2 separate regions of the Xenopus tropicalis genome follow, and region 1 is linked to region 2. A link is a contact called in public Hi-C data. All regions are on one chromosome and are shown on one strand. Each heading gives the region's core, a stretch centred on a gene start, on an enhancer-like site or on the middle of the called end of the contact. The rest is flanking DNA. Distances are from core to core; before and after follow the strand shown. Region 1 holds the start of traf4 (TNF receptor associated factor 4). Region 2 has its middle 50 kb from the start of fam222b.

What was found. Hi-C and Micro-C count contacts between places; a contact is called where the count stands out from the background.
Region 1: a contact with region 2 is called in a Hi-C map of neurula embryo, with 1.8 times the contacts expected there. The contact joins the promoter of traf4 here to the enhancer-like site in region 2. A contact is called at or near these places in 4 of 5 Hi-C or Micro-C datasets (brain, gastrula embryo, neurula embryo and 1 more).

The regions. Positions count from the first base shown.
Region 1 is chr2:34,223,141-34,231,015 of UCB_Xtro_10.0, reverse strand. It overlaps traf4 (TNF receptor associated factor 4), which reads left to right and starts at 3,459. Exons shown (of 7, transcript NM_001005074.1): 1 at 3,459-3,830. The coding sequence starts at 3,688.
Region 2 is chr2:34,143,677-34,151,217 of UCB_Xtro_10.0, reverse strand. No RefSeq gene overlaps it. Among named protein-coding and RNA genes, the nearest start is that of fam222b, 50 kb to the right of the region's middle. Within about 2 kb of position 2,662, at least 1 of the 11 cell types and tissues checked has an H3K27ac peak or open chromatin away from gene starts, as enhancers often do. A contact at or near this core is called in neurula embryo, where this site is marked.

The DNA.
Region 1 (7,875 bases), core at 2,210-4,709, 79 kb before region 2:
GTGATAACTATGAAATCCAATGTCTGGGAGGTTGTGTGCATAGATACTGTATTTATTTCCTAGAATGGACTGGATATACCTGTAGTGGAATTCTAAATATTTTATTGATTCTGTTCACTCCTATAGAAAGTTGTGAGTTATTGGAATAGATCTAATCTCCCAATAACTTACTGTAGGTTTATTTTCTGTTATTGCTTGCTGGACATATGCTGCTATATCCAATCTCAGCCTGCCCTGTGGGCTGCTGTATCTGCATTTACACTCATGATTCCCTTTTCAAAGGCTTTAGTCCTACTGTATTTTAGCACTTCTTAAGTGCCCCATACTTGGCAGAGCTGTGCAGTAATTACAGATTATATAACTATAAATACAGAAGCACAACAGATACATAGGTGTAGCAGGTATTTCCATAGAGCACAACAGCAATGTGACAATATGGCCACTAGGGGTGCTGATGTGCTCACTCTCTATATAGAACTTGCTGCTCAGGTTAATCAGCTGGGAAGCTCCAGCATGTGTATACATGTGACAATGCATAGAAAATAATCTACTGACTCTTGTTATATGAGTTCATATGTAAAAATGATTTACATGTTTTCCCTTGTTTTCACTTGAGGGGAAAGGGTAAATATTCAGAAAGAACCTTAAAGTGATAAGTTACATGCATTTCAAGGTATTTTCTTACATCTATTTCATAGGCGGAGGGTGACTTTTTTGTTTGGGGAGGCTAAAGATGAGCTAAACATAGACTAAAGCTAATGTGAGTGGATTCACTGCTGGCGTAAAAAATGAAGCTCCTCTTGTGGTTTCCACTGACTTCCAGGGATACTGTGCAAGTACGAATGGAAATGTTTTTTTTAACCTAAAATGTTTAGGATGTAGAAGTATTCATACATGCACTTCTGTGAGGGGTTCTCCATCCATTTGTGTTTGTGATAAGTTAGCTCAAATGTGTTTTAGTTAGTTTTATAGAGACAAAGGCAGTGGGTACTGATATCCCATGCACATGATATACAGTACAAGGAAATGCAGTCTGTATTTACAAAACCAGCACAATATATGCAGTGAGATGCAGTAGGTACTGAAGGCAGATATTCAGGCCCTTGCACTATAACACTGGCACTGAAACACATTGGTTTGTTTCCCAGCTATGCAGTCTCATGAGGGCTCCATTTTTGTTTTATGGTGCCAAGCAGGTTTGTGGAGGATTAGCCTCCCCTATCCTTACTGAAAATCCACCTTTAATTTCACCTTTGTAACTGCAAATAATATTCCTTTTTTTTGCAAATGCGGGGAAAGCAGTTTGTTTTATTTATGTTATTTATCGGATGTCTGTGCACAGTTGAATTTCCTTAATCAGTTTTAAAGACAGTACAGGAGAAAAGTCCAGCTTATGGTGCTAGGGTTGTCTTTAGTTCTTGTGGGCACAAGGCAAAGAGACTCTCCAAGGCAACTATTATATACGGAGCAACTTCAACTTCAAGCGTATAACCCCTATTTTGGACACTCGCACAATGTGTTTTTAAGTGAATACAATAAACAGTGATTTTATGCAGCGATGTTGAAGTTGCTCCGTATATTTTGTTTTTTGATGGATCCATGCTGTCTGGGTATCAGCAATACGTTTGAGCACAAACAGAGCTGACCGGTAAGTGCTCCCATGGTAGTTAACTATTTATATAAAGCAGGGCTGTTCAACTTCAAGTATTTCAGCTGTTGCTAAACTACACGTTCCAACAGACCCCCTACAGCCTTCTGATGTAGGTGGGTGCTGGGAGTTGTTTTTTATCACAACAACGAAGCAGTGACAGTTTGGGCTGCAGTGCAGCAATAATATAAAATGTTTGTTGCCATGTTGCCCTACTGTACCTGCTCTGCCCACAACTGCTGCTGTAAAGGGCACATCTACATGCAGGGTCCAGGTCAGTCAGCTCTTGTGCACACATTGTGATGTAGGAGCCGTCCTTCTGATTGCCTCAGATGAGGCCTTATGGTGAAAACAGAGTAAAGTAAAAAGAGTACAGAACAAAGAAAAGCTGGGTGACTTGTAGCCAGGCCCAGACCAGCAATCTGTGAATTCTGGCAAATGCCAGTGGGGCTGCTGTAAGATGCCATATACAGTCACTGTTTATTGGGCTGGTAAGAGCCCTGGGCAACCCAGCAGGCCACCTTGCTTCACCCCGCCTTGCCTCTCCAAGCGCACATACCTGATGATGACAATGGGGGAGATGGAAAGGGATTGTTGGGGAGCCATTATTGGGAAGCAGGGAGGGCCTGGAGTGGGGGTTGGTAGAAAAAAGGGATGTGCCTAGCACCACCCCCCCCCCTCCAGCGCCCTAGGCACATGGCCCCTCTGCTACCTCTAGTTCCAGCCCTGGGTGGGGGGCTGTTTAGGCCTCTGTGTACCTGGAATGCCAGGGCTTATTTTGGATCCCAGACCAGGGTTGTTTGAAGCCATTGGTGCAAAACACTCATTATCATATTTTATGCTTTTGGGGGAACAGAAAAAATGTAAAACTGGGAAAATGTATAATACTCAGTGCCAGGCTGGCCCACCAGGATACCAGGGAAACTCCCGGTGGGCCCAGGTGTCAGTGGGCCCTCCTGCTCACACAGCCATTTTCCTTGTATGCCTTTACCACAGCCATTCCTAATTTCTATTTGAGAACAAAGAAAATAGATAGAAGGAAGAATAAATAACAATATGTATGGGGAAGTGATTAAGAGAATAAATAATGTGAGTGGAGAAGGAAAAATTGTTTGGAGACAAGTGTCACAGTGTAAGGTTTTCTGGTCTGACACTGATAATATATTATATATTGGTGGGGCCACACAAAAAACTGTAAAATGAGGAAAAGGTAAAATCATAGGATGTTAGATTGAGGTTTCACACTGCCATCCTTTTCCACCAATCCATGCAACAGTACATGGCACAGCCCTGGCAAACACATGGTCCTATGGTCAGAGAACCACAGAAGCTGACAATGTTACGGGCTATTATCAATACGAATGTGCGTGTTTGTATGAGAAACCCTGTTAGTGACTCCCCAGCACACACTCAGTGTTGGGAATCCGTATGGCAGCTCAGCGGAGCGTTTGGGCACAAGCACCGCTCAAACAGGCAGCAGGGAACCTAAGGGATAAGTAGCAGGGACGTGGGCACTGGGAATGACTGGCAATAGACAGGACACCATCTATATCAATTGGTACCGCCATGCCACCCTGATATACCTGCTATCCCTTCCCTGTCCCCTGACTGTGAGAGCAGGACAGCGGCTCCTCGGAGCATTCCCATTGGGCAGTGAGGCTTTCCCATTGAGAGATAAACCATCAGCACATGGCGGGGGGTGGGGCCTATGGACTCCTCCCTGAGCGGGCGTGGGAGGGGCCCGGCTGGATGTACCTTGAGCAGCTGATCGAGCAGGAGGAGCAGACAGATCGAGTCCCTGCACAGACAGCTAAACTGGCACTTGGGTCCTGAGACCGGGGAAGGAGCGTAGCGGAGCCGTGTCCCAGCTGGATTTATCAGTCAGGCTCCCCGGGCACACAGGAGCTCCCCTTACCCTCTCCTTCTTACAGGCAGAGCAGAAAGAGCCACCTTGGATTAGCGGCCGAGAGCCGGCAACCTCCCCCCTTTCTCTACTCGGTGATCCCCGGCGGGAGTAGGAAGTGGGGAGCCCGGGCAGGATGCCGGGGTACGATTACAAATTCCTGGAGAAGCTACGGCGCAAGTTTCTGTGCCCCCTGTGTGGCAAAGCCATGCGGGAACCTGTGCAGGTATCTACGTGCGGCCATCGCTTCTGTGACACCTGCCTGCAGGAGTTCCTCAGGTAAGGGCTGCCATTACCCTCGCTTTAACCCTCCATCCCTACTGCCATCTCCCTACTGCCATCTCCCTACTGCCAGGTCCCTACTGCCATCTCCCTACTGGCTTTGTGCTTCTCCTCTATGCACTGACATCTCCCCAAGTGCAACTCTTTTCCTTAATACATTCCTGTACCCCCTTCCCCCCCACCCCATTATTTATGTGTTTGTTTTCTAATTTCTCTTTTAGTGACAAACTACTGAGCAGAGAATATTGCACTCATTCCTATATGTGCTAATACATTATATTTATTCCTAATGCTAATAATTATTTCATATGCTCTAGGCAGATTTATGATTTTTTTTTGATGGGGTAATTTATTGACTGTGTATCAATATTTATTATGTTACATTAGGCGCTGGCACTACATTGCACTTGTCATTCTTTATATGAGGGAATTTTCACAGCTTCTGTTGCACTACAACTCTCATAACCCCCAGGCAGCCATATTTCAGCAGGAACCCAGGCAGCTGTAGGTCCCTGCTCCCTGTCAATTGATCCACTGCCTGCCTCTGCCCTGGAGCAGGGTATCGCACAAGCACAAAGCAGTTCTACTGGTTCAGGCTGTAGGCAGGTTACACGAATGTCACCTATTAGGAAGAGCAGTGAATGGCTTGGCAGGGGTTGCATTGTGTTACATTGTGCTACATTGTTGTTGGTTGTCAGCAAACAAAAAAGTGGGAAAGTGAATTGGTTTGGAAGCAAAGGGCAAGCCCGGCATTGAGGGCATTACTGTTAGTTACTAGATGTAAGGGAGGCTGAGGATGGCAGTATGGACAAGGGTCTCCCTCTTCCCTGCTACTTAATCCTTTGTTCGGTTCCCTGCTGCCTGTTACAGTGAGGAGGATTTACAGTGCTCAGCTCTCAGCAGTTCCTGTGCCAAAATGCTCATCTGCGCTGCCAGACGGATTCCCCAGGCACAGACCTACTGTCAGACGCCAAGTGTGTTTGTAGTCGCTAACAGGGTATCGCACACAAACACACACATTCATATTGCAAAAAAGGCATTTAAATGGCCAGCGCTGTATTTAACCATGTGTTAGCCAGGGGCTGTTTCTTGCACTGTTGCTTGCTTGGGTGGAGAAGGGATTAGTATTGCTTTCAGGGACTCATGGACTGTGTTTCCGGTATAACCACAGCTACAGTCAGGCAACTGTTCTGCCTTTGTGGTGCTGCATTCTTCAACGCCCAATCATAATGAAGTATTTTAACTCAGAATAGGTTGATGTTGACACTTGTAGAGTGATTATTTTTAAGGGGAAGGCTTTTACTTATAGTCCATGTTCCTAGAAGGCATTAGTTTTTGTGAGACTGTGTGATGACCACCTTGTTTCTACACATCTTAGCAACAGCTCCCCAAGTGGTTCTACATAGAAGGCAGTGTTGCCTTTACTGTCTGGAGTGAAGCATCACAATAATGTTGCATGCTCTGTGTGCACTGTACAAAGCTGTTTTTAGGGGGTGCTTTATATAGCCCTCCCATGTGTAGAAAGAGTGCCAAGAGCAGGTACAGGACAGGGCTTTTAAATGCAATTCCTGGCATCTGGAACTTGCAGTTCGACAAATGCTATTTTTTTCTACTAATTTTTATATAAATAATGGCTGCCTTTGTTCCTTTCACAACTAAAGTCACCCTTAGCACCTTAAGCCGGACTTTCCTACAGTACCGCCTTTGGTACTGATTAGGGACAACCTACTGTGTATATACAGGACGGAAGTAACAATTGCTTTCCCTGAATTTGAATGGAGAAAGGGAAACTGGCTGCAGTTACAAAAGGGTTGCTTGTACATGGTCCTTTAAAGTTATGCCTTAATATACAACCTACCCCCCCAGGGCCCCTCATGTGATACAAGGGGCCAAAGACAAATGCCCTCTCTGCCCCACCCCAAAACCAACCATGTCTTTTTCACTTTTTTGTAAGTAATGCAGAATATCCTCCTCATAAAAGGCTTGTGTCTGTACAGCTGCCTGGGTTTTGTTAGCTGCCCTGGGAGGCTCAGTCGCTGCCGGCACGACACTGACAGAATAATAGTTCCAAATGCTCAACTCTGGGTTTCTGTGGTTTACCCTTTAGGCATCTGCCCAAAGGGTGCTTTGTTCCACTGACATGGTGTGTGTTTCCTCTGCAAATATAAACACAATGACACATAGCCAAAGTGCTCCGTCTGCACACAGAGTAAAAATAGGACGTTTTATGCCTGACGGGACTTGGACCATTTCTCAATAGAAATTCCAAGGCAGCGCATACACTATCCATTCCCCTGCATGCTTGTACATTTTGTGTAACCCATTTAGCATGCAGTGGCGCTCCGCTTAGTAGGTCAGTGGGGGTGGGGTGCGAGACATTATTAGTATGTGGAACAAATGCATTTGGGAAATCATTTATGGAATTTAAAACGCCAGGAGCTTTATAGATACTTCTCGGTCACATGTTAGAAGGGTGACTGTTCCATACCTTGTTCTGTATGATGTCACTCCCTTGTTCTGTATGATGTCACTGGCCACTACTCCCAGAAATACCCACAGATATTCTGGGTTATAGGTAAGCACAGGCTATTTCACAGTTATTAACAAAAGCTGGATGGGGATGGGGTTTATGTATCAGATGTACCCCCTTTGTATATTTCCCCTTGAACATGCAGTTGTGTATGGCAGCTTTTCTAACACAGAGAAGGGAAGTACTGTCCTTATAACTAAATCCTTATTTAAGCTTCAGTATTTCTGTATATTCAGTGTCCTCCTTGGGATGCATTTTTTATAAGTTCCCCAGGTTAAGTGACATGAGCTGTTCAGTCTTATTTAAAGGGAAAATAAATGAAAGATACATGAGGGTACATTAACTTTAAGCTGATAGTTTTTATTTCCTGATTTGGAACAGATGTCATTTTGGTAACTTAAGCATTAAGCCTCTCTTTGTGTATAACCTCAGAATTTCAGTGTATTGTGCCGCTGCCCTTACAGTACAGTGAGACAGAGACTGGTCCAGTTCATTGTAACCTTTAGGGAAAAGCATGACTCATGGCTTCACAGCTGTGAGCGAAATGCGCTGTGGCACTGTATGCTGTCGGTGGGGGAAATATCTCACATTCCTCCCTCTGCATGGGATTATTAATACAAGTAAGAGGAGAGATGATAAATACTGAATGCTTTGTGTTCCACCCACCCCCTCCCTGTTTGAGCGAACTGCCACTGGCACTCCGCATTTACTGTACTTACAGAAAGTTCCCTTTGTTATGGTCCTGTGCATGTGTCCTGTGGGGGGCAGAGTGGAGCCCACTGGGGAGAATTGCCTGTGTTTTTCTGTTTCTGCGCATCTGTGCTGGGCTCCAAATTTGTGCTCAATGCACTGGTGACATCATTTGGGTCGGTAAAATACAACATTTATTGTCAGCCTCTGATGGCTTAGCTCATGCTAACACAGATGCTGAGTTATAGTGTATTGCATCGTGAACCCCATGGGAAGAAGCAGCTTTGGGCTCCACAGCTAGGGTCATGCTAGGGGTTGTAGCTCTGCAGCAGACTGGGTGAAAGTTACATGGCTTGAGCATGACGATGCCCAGAGGAGATGCCCCCACTGAAGTAATAATGAAGCAGTTCCCAGTGATCTGTAAAAGCTGATGGTTTTTGGTTAGGTACAGACCCAATAGCAATGAACTGGTATAAAGGTGGACATACACAGGGTGGAGTCTTCCCGACAGCATGCTGGTACAGAAATTCGATTGGATCATCCTGCCTTGGTCCAGTGCATTGGTGGGCAAATCGGGTAATGATCCACTTTGCATAGTATGCCCAGCTGAAGAGAGCCCTGGTAGTCTGACATCAAAGAGCTGTGGCTAGAGTTATGGTAGAATATAGGTCATATTATCTTTCCTTCTATAGGGAATGCTTAAGAAAAAGCCATCTTGCAGGGCAGCCGGGACCTGCCTTCTTTCCTGTGTATGGGGCAGTTTAAAAAAGAATCATATTATAAACATATATGTAAAATCATAAATCTAATATCACCTTGCCC
Region 2 (7,541 bases), core at 1,413-3,912:
AGCATTTTTTTGTGTTTTTCCCCCCACAAAAATGCAGTAAATGTATTGACTTTTCAGTAGCTAAAGAGATCTCCGGGGCAATTTGTATGCACTAACTTCCTTTTGGGGTCTCTAAATGCCAGATACTTTGGTAATCCTGTACACAATGGGCATCAAACTTTCATTGGCTTTCATATTTAGGATGGTTTTTCTTGGTACTTAATTTTGAATTCAACTGAATGTGTACTTTCCAAAAATACAGTATATGGTTTTATGGGGTCAATATATTTTTTTGTGTATTTACCCCACAAAAAAATCAGTAAATATGTTGAATTTTCAGTATTTAAAGAGATCTCCGGGGCAATTTGTATGCTTTAGCTTCTTTTTGGGGTCTCTAATTAACAGATACGTCGGTGATCCTATGCACATTGGCATCAAACTGTTCAGTGGACCTTTGGCTTTCATATTTAGGAAGTTTTTTCTTGGTACCTAATGTTATGTGGGAGATAAGGTGCTTCAAAGCGGAATGTTTGTTGCAATTTTCAAGGGTTTTCATTTTGATTTCACCAGAATGTGCACTTTCCAAAAATGTGGTTGGATTAGGAGAGAAGAGTATATATGCTGAGGACTTCCCATACCAGTCAGTTGAACTGAAGAAGCTGCTCGGATGAGTAGTGAAACGTCTTCAATGATTACTTAACAAGTCCAGTTGCTTTAGATTTATTTATACTAGATACACCATGACCTGGATGAATGAAAATCTTCATAGTCATATTTCCAAAAATATATTGTTTTAGGGGGGGGTCAACGCATTTTTTGTGTTTTTACCCCCAAAAATGCAGTAAATAGTTAAAGTCTTACAACTGTACCACAAAGAGCCCAGACTATAAAGTGTTTCTCCTTAGATGACAAATCCCAGCCTGCCATGGCATGTTTTGGGTTGTTGGCATTGCAGTTCACAAACAGTTGGAAGGCCATGGGTTAGATACCCACTTTTAATCCAATAATCATCTTTATTGCACAATGTTGCAGCTAAAAACAGTCCATAAAAGCATTATTTTGAGATTAGATTACCCTAATTTCCTCTAGTTGGGTTGTGCCTTACTGATGCAGCTATATACCATGTGACATACAGTTAGAATTCTAGGCATGTAGTGGGCTGTTTCTAAGGATTAAATAGAATGGCAGATGGAACAAGGGATTTGAATGGTTTGTCCCTTTGGCAATGGTTTGTCAATTTAGCACAGGTATCAAGAATCAGTAAAATCATGTATATAATATGCTAAAATTGTGGTGTGCTGTTTTATTGCAAATCAATTTTAATCTTTAAATGTGGGTTCAGGTGTAGAGTTTGCACCCTCCACCCCAACACTCCAAACTGCCCCCCCACCTACCTTCCAAATTGCCTGTGTCTGCAAAAGAGCCCTGTGGTGGTGCAGGAGCTGGTGCAGTGCCACCTCCAGTAGTTGCAACACTGGCTAATCCTGAGAATGTGAATGGAGGCAAATGTGCAGATGAATAAAGTGCTCAGAATAACCCCTAATAATTAATAAATGACCCACTGATTATATTAGAAAGCCAGATGACCTGCTGAGGGGAACACCTAAAATCCAAAGTCCTGACAAACATTTGTTCAAGAAAGAAAATGAAAAGTCACTGAATAAACATTATTTCTCTGTGTCTTGGCAAATGTAAAAATAGGTAATGGCCGCATGATTTAAGCCAGGTATGAGAGACTGGATAAATAAATAATGGGATAAATACAACAATATAAGGACAGCCGGCTGGGAAATCTACAGAGTAATCTGTTCTATTACTGCATTTTGCATATCTTACAAAATATTTTTTTTAACCCCGCCTGTTTCTTTAAAATACCCAAGCATCCCACATCTTACATGGGTGTGATGGAAATGCAGAGCACCTACCTTTAGGTAATTAAGAAAGCCGGCACTGTGTGTGCACGCACATTGAATAGAGGTTCTTTCTTCTGTCTCAAAGGAAAAGTCCAAATAGGGAGGAATTGTATGAGCCAAGGGTGGAACCTCGCGGGCAACCAATACAAACTTTTAAAAAGACCCCTTTATCAATTTATACCAAATATTTATTTAAAATATGCATTCCATTCAGTGAAAAATCAGAACTCAGTGTTAAGTACCTAAAAGAATGGGATTAGATCAGGCATATCTAATCTGTGGTCCATTAGCTGTAGCTGAACTACAATTCCCATCTCCCCAGGCATATGGCTGTGGTCAGGGCTGCAGCAGGCCCAAACTGGCAATCTGTGGGTTCTGGCAAATGCCAGAGGGGCTGCTGTAAGATGCCATAGACAGTCACTATTTATTGGGCCTGTGGGGGGGCTGTTTGGGCCTCTGTGTGCTTGGAATACCAGGGCCTGTTTCGAATCCCAGTCAAAGCCTGGACTGCAGGTCAGACATCCATGTTTCACAAGACCCTAACTGGCAACACTGTTATTAGGTGCCTATGTAATGATTACCAAGCTTTTTCATGGCTTGCTAAGTATAGTTAAGATTTTAAGCTTTGAAGTACTGTGGTTGCCCCCCTCATTGAGCACATGGCATTCTGGGAGAAAGGAGTTAAATAGCCCATACAATACAGACGCCACTATATGACCTTTCCCTTTTTACCCCTCACAATCCCTCCAACAAAGGTCCAGGATTGCCACATCAATAGTGATTAGAGCATCTGGAGAGCCACATTCCTCTAATTGTCACCTACTTACTAGAGAGAAGCAGCAGAGCGTTCCTGTCTAAAGGCCTTTTGGCTCCTAGTTGTGAGTTTAGCCTGTGGCCTGTGAGTTTAGCCTGTGGCCGATATACAGCAAAGTTTCATGTGTAATTTCATCTCAAACCCCATCACTGAGGGATTTGCACATAGGTGAGAAACATCTCCCCAGTGCAGGGTTGTCCAGCAGAAAGCTTGGATGCCTAATGTGGCCCTCAAAGGAATTTTTTATGGCCCCTGCCTGGTCAGTGGCTACACAAACTTCTTTGTACAACTTCACCACTTTATTATAATGAGGTATGTGAAAAAAAAATTTCCTTCTACTAGGTGGGATCTAATGTATGGCAGCATAGCCCACAGGGCTGCACAGTAGATGGGTATATAAAGCAATCAGGCAAATTATAGAGCAGGCAGACCCCCATGGTCGCAGGGGGCAGGGGGGGCGGACCGTGGGGGTCTGCCTGCTCTATAGAAATCTCTCCTCCCCCGCTCTCCTACCTGAAATGGTGGGGAACAGTGGACACGAGGGGCAAAAGGTTTGACATACATGGGGGTGTAGGGTAGAGGGCTGGATTAGGGCACTGACCCACTACAAATTACATATACAGGAGGTAAAGAGGGCCCTGTTCAACAGAGCTTACAATCTAAAAGGAGAAGGGAAAGTGAGCACAAATTAAAAAGGAATAATCAGGGGCATAACTACCAGGGGAGCAGGGGGTGTGATTGCACCTAGTGGCAGTATGTATCCCGAGGAGGAGTGGGGGGTCCGGTTGCATGTCCTGCACCAGGGCCCGGGAGGTCTTAGTTACGTTACTGAGAATAACACAGGATCAACACATCTCTACAGTAATGAACCTTAGAGCAAGAAATTCCACAATACTTTTACATAATTATTACAGGTATGGGATCTCTTATCCTGAGACCCATTATCCAGAAAGATGTGACTTATGGAAAAGCCTTCTCACACAGCAATTTAAGCAATTTTCCCTGCAATAATAATATAGCACCTTGCACTTGATGGAAACTAAGCTGCATTAATCCATATTGGCAGCAAATAATCCTACTTGTTTATTTAATGTTTAAATGATTAAATGATTTAAATGATTTTTAGCAGACTTAATGTATAGTGATCCAAAGAATGGAAGGATCCCTTAATCAGCCCCAGGCCCTTATCAAAGGTCGCAAGCATTCTGCATAACAGATGCTATACCTGTATTATCCTTTATTTATGTAGCACCAAAAAAACCATCTGTGTGGGAATTATAGTGACAGCTCAGGAGTCGGAGGCTGCTGATCTCTTTCTTGGAAAAAACTGCAGTAAGTTTTACGTTGTACAGAAATCCACCTACACTTGGGTGATGAATAAATCCACGAGAGATGAATACTGCTGACACGCCGGCAGAGGTGTAGGACAAAATGTACCACTTCTCCAAAGGGAAGGCAATGATGTGCTTCTTACAATTACCCAACTGAGCAGTGTGACAGCGCAGGGGGTGCTATAAGCGGTGGCAGTCACTATGTGATACATATGGAGGCAGGAGCGGCTGCTAATGTTACCTGCTATCAGCATGAATCACGGCTCAGGTTACTCATCGTACTCCCCTGCGAGCAGTCTCACCCAGCTCACACTCTACACCCACACCCCATGTCACACTCCCCGCACCTACCACCCCTGCCCTGTTTTATGAGGTCACATAATGTATTCCACTGTTTATTTGAACAATCACTATCAAATACCGAACCCAGGAAAAGATCGAAAAATATTTTCCCTTTTCAGCATCATTGTCCCCTCCCTGAATTACAGATATGCCCAGCATGAAATAACAATTATGTTCCTGTGCAGCGGAAAAGCATAAAAGAGCCCAAATACATTTATAATTGCCTGTGGGTATTGAATCTTTTTTTGTACTCAGTTACCCTCCCATACTCAAATCTACACTGGTGCATATGAGATAATATACCCTGCCAATCAGAGCCCAGAGAGGTTCTCTGCACTCACCTATTATCAATATATATATATGACATTCAGACATTCTGAGCATTAAGGGGAGGTGGTCGGTCAGGTCACATAGGGCACCTGGCTGCCTTGGCCTGGGCAAAAACCATAGAACCACTTTCATAAAAGGTACTTGGGTCAAAATGCTTTTTGCTCATACCTTCATGCCACCCGGTCCGAATTAAACGCCACTGCACCTATTGATGCAGGGGAACCCTGGAGCCACAGCCATCTTGTGACTAGGCAGCAGCTTGCACGCCAAACACTGGAAATGGCACCAGACAGGCTTCTGCACATTTGTGTCCAACATACAACAAAATGTACATTTTTGGCAAATCGGTCGCAATTGCATCAGGTGCAGCAGAATTGCACCAAGTGCTTTGCCCCCTTCTGACGCAATAACACTGCATTGTGTTGCAAACATGGCAATTGCCTGTGAAACTGCACTTTGCTCACTGCACTTATGGGCATAAATAAGCCCTGGGAAACAGTTATGTCACATAGCCTCCGCAGGATCTTGCAGTGATGTATCTGGTAGCTACACATATCTTTGCGGCTAGCATTCTGCCTAATAGGTTGTCATTATATAATGTATAATAAAAAAATTGAATTCTGCCCCATATGAACAGACCTCCTAGCCCATTTAAACCACTTACTAATCCACACATTATTATATAGTGCTGTGTTATTACAGTTCTCTCATGATGGAGCTTATTCTAATATCTGATCAAGCACCAGACATGTAAAGAATGACTTATGGGTTTTCCCTGTGGTCTCATATTTAAATTGTTCTTTTTCCAAGTTACGAAAGAATTTTAAAGAATTTCTCGATTGAACAATGTTTGTTATGTTTGAATCCACCTGGGATTTCCTGTTACCATATCCCATGCCTGTATGCAGGCCCATTGGACTACTTTATAATACATACCTCTGCAGGCCCCTAATCCTTCTAAGGGCTTGGCTACTGATACAGGCTTTCTACCAGGGCTGTGGAGTCGGAGTCGAGAAGTCGGAGTCGAGGAGTCAGAGTCGGAGGCAATTTTGGGTACCTGGAGTCGGAGTCGGCAAAAAATGAACCGACTCCTACTAAATTTAAATGGGAATAAAAAATAAAAAAATAAAGCAAGTTTAAATGTCCCAATTCACAAACAGTCATAAATTAATTACTTCTCTGCTATAAGAATAAAGCCCAATGCACGCAGTGCATAAACGAACACGTTGCGTGACCATGAAGCATGCTTTTCATTGCCTGTATGAATGTATAAAATACATTAGCATAGGAGGAGTCGGAAGTCGGAAGTATCAGAAACTGAGGAGTCGGAGTCGGAGAATTTATCTACCGACTCCACAGCCCTGCTTTCTACCCCAGCCAAATAAAAGCATTTAACGCCCCCTGCATCCCATTCACAGGTAACAGGTCCTTGCCAGTAGGCTGATTTTCGAAAGGTATATGCCACCTTGCAAAAGGCCCATATTCCTCCAACCATTACTTGATTCGTTCTCTCTATCATGGGGCAACTGTTCGCCTTTTTTATATCCTGGCTGTTTCAGGAGCCTAGGTGCGTGTCAGCTGGGTTTTTACATTTAAATTGAATATGTAAATGTGACATTGTTATCCCCATTCTCAACTCTGTCTGAATGTTTCTATATAAACTCCTTACTAATTGCAAAATGGTCCAGTGTTGTGGCCTCTACTATATTAATTTCAGTGGACTGATTTTCCCTGCCTAAGGGTAATGTCCTATAGAGAGATTAGTCTCGACCGCCATGACTAATCTCTCCGAAATGCCTTTCCACCCTGCAGGAGCAAACTTCATGTGACTTCAGAAAATCGAAGTGTTCGGAGAGACTAGTCCCCCATGGTAGCAGAGATCTATCATGAGCTACTATTCTCTCCCTGGGACATCAGCCTAATTCTCCCAGCAGAGACTGTAGCACAGATTGTTTAACTGCATTTTTAGCAACTGCTGTCAGGGTGAGTATTCTCTTGATGTTATCTACAGAGGGTCTTCCCAGTATAAGGGTGAAGACACACAGAGCTACTAGTAGCAGCTACTTTTTCATGGCTACTAAGGGCAGGGTTACATGGGGAGATTAGTCGCCCAGCGACAAATATTCGTTGTTGTGGGTGACTAATCTCCCAGTGTACCCCTGCCCTAAATGCCAAATAATACCCTGCCATAGACAATAATGAGAATTGCCTCTGCTAAAACACATGTTGAGACTGTTATCAGTAAATGATCAGCACTGTCTATTTTGGTAGCCACTACAAGTAGCTGCTACTAGTAGCTCCGTGTGTCTTCACCCTAAACCTCCACCAGGTCAGAGTGTCTGTCATTTAAATGTTCTGCTAGAGCCTCTGTTATAGGCTGTGGATTAGAAACAATTCCCTACCTGTTTTTATGGCATGATTTGTGCAAGGATACTGTGATAGCCCTGCATACACTTTATGTGGGATCTGTCCATGGGGTTGCCACCTGGCCAGTATTTAACCAGCCTAGCTTAGTCAAGCCTGGAAATACAAATTTACCAACAATATACTTGCTGATAAATTCATAATAATTAGTCAATCTGCCCCCAGCGTGCCTCCAATGTGCCCCATTTCTCCCTTTCTCAGCGCATATACTCATCAAATCCACAGTCAATCCAGGCTTGACAAGTTGACTCTTCCCTTTAATGTCACAACTTTGCCCCTTTAATGTCACAACCCCACCCCTTATGGACCCCCCCCCTCCATCTATTATAGTGTGGCTCCAGTATCTGTTCCCATGGGTGTCCACAAACAGAATTTCTGACCTGAACTAAAGTACTGTATTAAGCCTGC